Regions from separate parts of the Gossypium arboreum genome. Here all the other regions are linked to region 3. The links are chromatin contacts, called in public Hi-C maps. All regions are on one chromosome and are shown on one strand. The core of a region is the stretch at or near the end of the contact, and the rest is flanking DNA. Distances in the headings are between cores, read along the strand shown.

Evidence for each region. A called contact is a pair of places that touch in the nucleus more often than the background predicts.
Region 1: a contact with region 3 is called in a Hi-C map of leaf, with 2.0 times the contacts expected there. The contact joins the promoter of LOC108454593 here to the promoter of LOC108455950 in region 3. A contact is called at or near these places in 2 of 5 Hi-C or Micro-C datasets (both in leaf).
Region 2: a Hi-C map of leaf shows a contact between it and region 3, with 2.9 times the contacts expected there. The contact joins the promoter of LOC108454380 here to the promoter of LOC108455950 in region 3. A contact is called at or near these places in 2 of 5 Hi-C or Micro-C datasets (both in leaf).

Annotation. Positions count from the first base shown.
Region 1 is chr9:68,900,440-68,903,288 of ASM2569848v2, forward strand. It overlaps LOC108454593, which reads right to left and starts at 1,305. Exons shown (of 2, transcript XM_017753100.2): 1 at 353-1,305; 2 at 1-232. The coding sequence starts at 737. The coding sequence ends at 60.
Region 2 is chr9:68,768,008-68,770,821 of ASM2569848v2, forward strand. LOC108454380 (histone deacetylase HDT1-like) reads right to left here and starts at 1,451. Exons shown (of 10, transcript XM_017752824.2): 1 at 1,291-1,451; 2 at 813-883; 3 at 523-734; 4 at 382-398; 5 at 247-300; 6 at 1-153. The coding sequence starts at 1,303.
Region 3 is chr9:69,253,976-69,257,005 of ASM2569848v2, forward strand. It overlaps LOC108455950 (putative phytosulfokines 6), which reads right to left and starts at 1,773. Exons shown (of 3, transcript XM_017754536.2): 1 at 1,642-1,773; 2 at 1,476-1,534; 3 at 1,111-1,379. The coding sequence starts at 1,738. The coding sequence ends at 1,272. LOC128280380 (a long non-coding RNA gene) reads left to right here and starts at 255. Exons shown (of 2, transcript XR_008270553.1): 1 at 255-486; 2 at 1,541-2,165.

The DNA of each region.
Region 1 (2,849 bases), core at 55-2,554, 350 kb before region 3:
TTTTTTTTAAAAAATTATTAATTTTTGTTTACAAAATACAATACCCATAAAAAATGCTTCTAAAACAAGAAATCCATGAATTTGAACCAAGGTTTCGAGCTTTTTGTAACACTTTCCGCTTCATTTGAGCACGACGCCGTTTTATTCTGGCCGTCCTTTGATGCCGCCGTTTTTGTGCACAAGAAGAAATTTCTTGATCCCAACGCGATCAGCTTCTCTTCCCTTCCCAAACCTGCTATCACACAAACCCAAAAATATTGGCAATCAATTACAGCCGTACGTTTCCCCAAAAATATAGAAACCTGATCTAACGGCTAATAAATTTTCGGGGGTAGTTTTTTTTTTTTCTTACTTTCTAAGCTGAATTGAGAATAATGGAGATCGAATAGCGCGGCGTCCGTTGGCGGCAGCATCGGTCGCCGACCTTCCTTCGAGTACTGCCTGACGGAGACCGTTATTAAGTCACCGACAGTGTTTTCCGGTGACATCACCACTTGCACGGCTCCGAGGCTCCCTTGAATCGTCACGTTCAATAGCAGCTTCGTCAACTTCGGCGGCCTCGCATCGGATGAGAGTGAAGTAGACCTCTCTGGAAGCAGGTCGGGAAGCGTCTTCGGCCGCCTCAGCTCCACCGGTTCCATCGTCTGGATTCTCCCGTGAAACGACGACGCCCTTTCAGATAACCTTACCCTCCGGCTCTTCTCCGGTTCCTTACGGTTATTTTTTGAATTCCTCATCGGATTGAAATGATCGACCGTGGTATATTATACAGTGATTCAAATCTTAAATAAATAAATAAATAAAACTTCTCTTCGCTGCTTTTTTAGGTTGGAGAGTGAGACAATGATTACCGCAATCGCCGGTGGCGGAAAAACCTAAACCGAGGGAAACCGAGAGCGGGGACAGAGCGACGGCTCTCGAGTTTCCGATCACAGTAAGCTATCATTAGCTGAATGGTATAGCTGTAAATAAACAGAGAACCAAAAGGCAAAGTAGAGAAGCTATGAAAGAAAGGATGGGAAACTGACTGCCTCTAGTACCCAACCCTCGCAGGCACTTTATATGGGAAGGAAAGCGAAGAACGAGCCAGAATCATTGAATCGCACTCAATCTACTATTCTCTTGGGTTACTGGCTATACCCGGTTGATGGGAAATAGATAATTTCATTTTTCGCGCATTACTCATTACTCTACCGCTCTGACTGGTAATTGCCCGCGGATATCACATTTCTGTGGCTTTGCTTGTTGGGTAGCGGGCTTCGTGTTAAAGTGCGCTGGTGAAGTATTGAGCCTCCTTAACCTTAAGCCTAAAAGTAAAAGTTCTATCGTCCACTAAATTTATAACACCTACGGAAAGATAGGGTCAAACTTCATCAATCCCCCCAAACTATCCACCAGATTCTATATTCGTCCCTAAGTTTCAAAATGCTTTAATTGAGTCCTCAAATTATTAATATTGCATTAATCATGCCATTATTTTGGGTATATTTAAAAAAAATTGGGCACCTTGCATATGAAAAACTTGGATATCAAGTTTTTTTTATAAAAAAAAAATAGTTTTGATAAAATTTAGAATTTTTTTTTTTTTTAACACGTCAGATCCAAGTTGTTTATATGATAGGTGCACCCATTTTTACAATTTAATCCACATTTGTAAAATATATTTTACAATATTGATACTTTAAGTCTCAATTAAAATATTTTAAAATTTAAAGACCAAATTAGAATGTAAACTATATGTTTGGTACTTATAATGGATTTAACCCACTAGAAGAATATTGGTTTAGTGTTGAGTCCACGTGACTACCATGTGGACCAATCTAACTTCCTAGTTTTTACTCTTTAAAAATGTTGACGTTCTTAGTTTTGTTTTAGGCTTTATTTATTATTAATCCCTTAAACTATACTCATTTTCCCATTGAACTTTTTTCCATATAAATACCTAAACTTTTATTATACTTTTAAGTCCAAAACTCAAATGGTGTTAAATAAAAAAATTGATTCAGCCAAACCCTATCTTTCTTTTATTATTATTATTTTTTTTTGGCAAATCCAAGCTTTCATTTGGTTGATCGAATTTTGATGGGTTTTTTAAAACCTCAATTTGCAGTAGATTTAAACGTATTTTCCATGAAAAATGATATCAATTCTGCATTTGCATTAGACTAAATGGTTTGCTGGAAATGAAGAAGGGAACATGAAAATGGCTTTTGGATTGAAGAAGAAGAGGGGTCAAGAGAGAATAAAATAAATAAATTAATTTAACTTAAGTTTAATATATAATATATTTATTCCATATGGATGATGATGATGTATATAAAAATGACATGGCCCATACTTCGGTTGGCTCCACATGTTGAACGGTTTTTTAACGATGTTAACTTAAATAGGCTGAAACGATTGACTGAAGTAAAATTTAGTATCATATAAATAGAAATTTAAGTATCAATATAAAAAAATATATATAGTTTAGAGGTTAATTGTGAATAAAATTTTGTTTTATTTAAATAAATATTTTAGTCATCTCTACTAAAATTATCACAAACCCAAAAAAATAATTAAATAATAATTTCATACGGAAAGAAAAACTAATATATCATGTTTGAAAATTTAGCCTCATACCACTACTCATAATAGTATCGTTGTTTGAACTGAATTTTATTAATTAGTTGGACTAATTGGATCCAAATTTGATACAGATCGATTAAATAAAATAAAAATCTTTTGAACTAAATTTTTAAATATTTTTATGAACCTTTATTGATATATTTAATCAAACCAATAAAATTGATTGAATCAATTAGATTGATTAGACCGAAAAAGCAGATGAACTGACCAACATACTTTCC
Region 2 (2,814 bases), core at 201-2,700, 490 kb before region 3:
CTTCATCATCAGAACCACTTCCATCCTCGGAATCACTATCATCATCATCGTCCTCATTTTTCTTGTTATCACTTGGTTCAGTTATCTTGACAGCTTGTTTTACAGCATCAGGTTTCCCAGCATTAGCCGTTTTTGCATCTGTCTTAGCTTTTCCTGTAATGGAAGAAAATGTTTGCAGGTTGAAAGTGCAAATTAGTAGAATCTTCAATTATTGATACTAAATTCCAGTACACAAAGAGAACTAACCGTTTTCAGCAGCCACAGGAAGTTCCTCATCCTCGCTACTTTCTTCCTCACTATCTGTATATAAGAATAATATGCATGAGAAAAACTTGATTAAAGCAATTTGCAATTAGGCAAAAGATATATTCCATTACTCACCAAATTCATCATCAGAGGTGACAGAAAACAGCATAGAAGTCAAGGAAGCACAAGATTTCACAGGCAAAATTCACATTAAAAAAATAAGTTTGGTTATTACAAAAAAGAAAAACAAAATAATTGCTATTGATAAAAGGATATCCTTCCTCTGGGACAAAAGTTCTGTAACCAAGGAAATAGACGCTCCCATTTTTCCAGTTGTGAGAGAGCTCAAAGCCTTGCTCAAATACTAAATCAAAACACAATTGCGGGCAATTCTGGTGGGAAAGTGTTCCGAGAACGAGTTTCTTCCCATTAACATTCACATAGAGAGGAACCGACTCTGCTTTGTTCTTTGACTCACCAAGTGTTGCCTAAAACATAAGGCAACAAAGCAGATGATTTTAGACAAACAACAATAGATAACAACATCAAGTTAGACAGTTTCCAACCTGGGAAAGATGGATGACATGACTGGCACCAGGGTCCGTTTTAATAGGCTGTCCAGCTTTAACTTCAATACCTAATAGTAGCATAAAAGATGATCCAATTTGATTAACCCAATTTGAAATAAAAACAATATGTCCATGTCTTAAGTATAATCCTGAAAAATATAATTTGCATATAATCATTTTCAACAAGCTACCATCCAATGACAAAATAATTACCATGTGTCAAATCATACTGATAAATCTCAAATAATGAAACCAGCAACTAATGCTATTAGCGTTGACAACAGTAAACCAAAACCCAATCAAACACGGCCACAAAAACAAGCTTCCCATTGAAAGAGAGAAGTTCAAATAAAACCCAAGGGAAAGCTAGCATCATTTCATTAGAATTTTTTTTAAAAAAAATCAAAGCTTCAAAAAGTAAAAGAAACATAAACATAAAATCGAAGAGAGATAAGTAAAAGAAAGAATGGGTTACCCCAGAACTCCATTTATGAGGATGATGAAAGACGAGTGAGAGGACTAAGGTTTTAGTGGCGTCTGAGAACTAGGGTTTTACGAGGAGTGGGAGAAGGTGAGAGTAAAAACACGCCTTCCAAAGAAGAGAATTGAATGGCAATCGAAATGAATTTATAAGATAGTTGCCGCTTATTTTATTTCTAGGGTTTTTTAAAAAAAAAATAATTATTTCTTTTCAATATTCAAGGATTTGTTTGTGAAGGCTTCCTTTTCGGACTGACCCAATTATGATCAACCCATATGTTTCGTAAAGCCCATAATAAGCCCATCACTAAAACTATCTACAAATACCTAAAGACTAGGCCTCATATCTCCATATCAATATCACTCTTTTATCTAGGTTGTTTGGCACTTAAAATTCGGGTTTTAAAAAAATTAATTGAGTTTTAACTTGATTAGTATGAGTATTGTTGTCAATACAGAAGGATGTGGGTTCAAATGTACTAAAACACATTATCCTCTTATTTATAGGTTGGGAGGAGTTATGGGTTTTAGGCATTGTGTAAAAAAAAAAAGATATGATTAGAACTTATAATGAAATTGTTCAAAAAAATATTTGGGTAAAAAAATTGGCCGCGTTCAATGACCGACACCTCAGCAAATTTTCACTCCACAAGTAAAGTTAAGATTTTGATATGTGACCTTAAATTGCATTTAAAAATTTAAGGGATAAATTTCAAAACTATACATAAACTATAATTTAATGTGCAAATTTATACACGAAATTTTGATTTGATCAAATTCTCACAAATCATTAATACAATTATTGATATAGCATTATTTTATGTTTATATATTGCATACACATATAATTATATTTATCTAATATAAAAATAAATTTGATTATTTATTTCTTTAAATGTGTATGACTGAATCAAAATTAAAGTTTCATGTATGTATTTGAACCACAATCGAAGTTACATGTATATAATTATATTAAATTAAAATTCATATATCAAGTCACACATTGAATCAAAGTTAATATATAATCTTAAAATTTATCTCGAAATTTAAAAATAAAAATAAAATATGTGATAAAATTTCAAAGGGAGTTAAATACTTCACGGCCAATATACCAAACTTGCTGATTTAGAAAATATAAATTTCGTAATAATATTTCTAAGTGAACTGAAATTGCATTTATTACATGAAAGCAATTCTTACGTAAGAATTATATTTTTAATTACAAGAAATTTCAATACGTAGTAATATATTTACAAGAATTTATAATAGGAATGATATATTTAAGGTTCGTGTGTACAAACATTAGTATTATTTTAGGATTTGATCTAAGTAAAGGAATTAAATTTTAAATTTTAAAAGTATTAGGGACTATTATATTAAAATTAAAATTCTATAGATTAGTAATTATTATATTGCTAATCATGTTTTGTGTTATTTTACCTATTATTTTAAATATAATTTTTAAAATTAAATAGTAAACTATTCCACAAATAATTATATTTTTAATTTTTATTTTATTA
Region 3 (3,030 bases), core at 523-3,022:
ATTTAATAAAAATAATTACCTAATATGAAGCCTACGATAAAAATCATACAAATTGTTTTTGTTTCTGGCTTTTGTATTAACTAATCTAGCCACTTATCATAATGTGGGTAAGGAGTGTAAGGACTTGGTGACTAATTCAGAGTGGATAATGACAGCCTTAATTAAAGTTTCACTTGACAGGTGTGCCCTTCAATCATCCATTCATACAAAAACAATTTATATATATTTCCGTCCATGAATTATATTCTATCAATCAATCAATCAATACTGGACCCCTCATGATTTGTCACCTCCCAATGAAATAAAACAATGTCAGCTGTTTTTTTTAAATAATTCTGCCTAAAATGGATTAAACTTGTGTTTGTGCAAGTATAGCATACTCGAACTCGAGGAAACATTTCAACTTTCTGAGAAAACATCAGCTTCTGATTCTTTCTGCAAGGACATGTAAATGGGATGGCTACCCTTAATCTCATTCCCTAAAAGGTCAGTCATGCAACTCTTTTTCCTGATCTGATAACTTCTGGTCACATTAAATTCCAATTAAACTTGAAATCGAACCGAGAGCTCGGCACTGATTTCTTCATTTAGAAGATTAAACCAGAATCCTTGCTGAAATTCCTTGCAACTTTACCTAATAAACGTTGGGTTATGAAATTGGGTCATCATGCATGGGGAAAGAAGAGGCTGCCATTTATTGTTCTTCCTTCAACAACATAATATACACTTTGAAGTAGTGATATTTAAGACTTATCAGATCAGTAGGCTGAAGTGGTCAAAAGGAGTTATTTAAGATAAGTTGTAGAATCGGCAGCTTCAGCCTAGTATGCCATAGGATTGGGAACTTTGAACAGCCGAAAGTGAATTAATGCAGTAGAAATCTGTGACTAAATTTGCAAGAGCATAAATTCCCCAACTGTCCACTTAATTGCTTTGAATCCCATAGTCACCAAACTAGCTTAGATTTGAAACTGTCTTTCCATAAAACTTTGGAACTACTTTGGGTGGTGGGGAACTACTTTTGGCTTTGCTTTTCAACATCTTACCTTGGTTTTATCAAGTCAAAATAATATAACACCCCAGAGGCAAATCTCACATATTACAAAACTATTTAGCTACATAATTAGGTTTAACACTTACATTAATAATCATAATTAAGTTTATACTAACATACATATTCATAAACCTTAACCATAATCCATTCTGAAGGTTCCCAGACAACTTAATTATACATGGAACAACTTAACAAGAATATATACAAGGAATAGTCCTCAAGGCTTATGATGCTGGGTGTAAATGTAATCCAAGTGAGCCTCTGAGATTATTCTTCTCTTCAAGCATTCATCATCTCCAGCATCACAAGCTTCTACCCCCAATAGCTGCTGCAAAGCATTGGAAAACAAAAACATCAAAATATTTAGCCAAATATTAAAAGATGAAAGGCTGATGAAAAAGAGATAGGATTTGAAGCTTACATTCATTAGTTCATTGTCTTCCATATCCGCTGTTTGAGTAAGCTCTACCTCTTCTTTTCCTGCAGATGAAGAAGATAGGTTCATTGCTGCGGAAATCTCGGATCCAAATTCGAATTTCCTCGAAAACCGAATAAAAAAAATGGGGTGCTCACAGGCAGGCACTTACCTTGTTTGTTTGCTAGGGAACGAGCAGATAAATGGGAAGAGGAAATAAGAAACAGGAAGAAGAGAAGAAGAACACCAGAAATAAAGCTTTGCTTCATGGTTTTAGCCACACTGCCCTTCAAGTAAGCGAGAGAGAGAGAGAGAGAGAGAGTGTGTGTGTTGGGAATTGGAATGGTGGAAATGGAAGTGGGGATATGTTGCATATAAATACGTGCGAAGAAAAGCTTAGCACCGGAAGTTAATCACATGAAGGCTGTTTCACATAGGCCATAACCCCCCACAAACAATAATTATTTACTCAAGATGTGGGGCTAATGGCTAAAAAGTAAAAACCATGATCTTGGATTACAATAATATTTAAGGTCTTTAAACGTGTGACAACAGCAGCAATATTAAGAGGGGAGAGAAAGAGCTTGAGTCACTGTCTACCAGGGTGGTCCAAGCAAAGTCCAAGAACTCTCATAGATCAATGTAATAGTGGTTTTGACAGCGTCTAACAAGTCAACCTTTTGGACATTGCTAACAGCTGTTGCCCATCATCACATGTTTTAAGTTTTAACACATCACCATGTTTTGACAAGTGTCTATTGATTGCACTTACGAAAACACCGTCATACAAAATGCTAAACTAATCTTTTATTAATTAATGTTGGGTCAGTAAAGAAAACATGGAGCATGAGAAAAGCATTCCAAAATACACACTACAAAGACCCCCACTCTTAATTGCAACCCCGCGTCAGCAACCTGCACTAACGGCAACCCCAACCAAATTTATATAATACGAATTTAAATCCTATCATAATTATAAAAAAATATTGATAATTTAAACACAAATATGAACTTAGCATTGTCACCCCATCAACAATACCAATCGTATCTTTCTAAATTGATAAGTTTTTGGCAACTTTGAAAATGATACTTTTCCTAGATGCCAGGCAAGGATATGAAATCAATTTTTTTTATGCTGTCGGCCACAATTGATTAATAAGTAATTTCTATCATGGTTAGTAATGCCGTGGGAATTTGTTTATTCATGCATGGAAAAAGATGGTGCAATCTTTTATTTATTTTTTATTTTTGGAAAACAGTGGTTGCTGTTTCACTATAACAATGGTGGGGTGGGGAGGGAGCCACTTCATTTTTTTAGAGTATGTCAGATGAGATAGTGCTTTTGAGTTTTGTCGTCTCTTGATGGTGTTTTTTATGTCCGAATTAAAAAAATGGTGATTATGCTTCTCTTTTGGAAGATTTGAATTGTTCGTTACTTTGCAGGAAGAATTAAAAGCCTTAAAAAAAAAAAAGACCATTGAAGGTATCGGATTCTATAAGTAAATCATATTAAAATTCGTCATTAATAAATAAGTTGGATCGTCTCCTTGGAATCAGAATG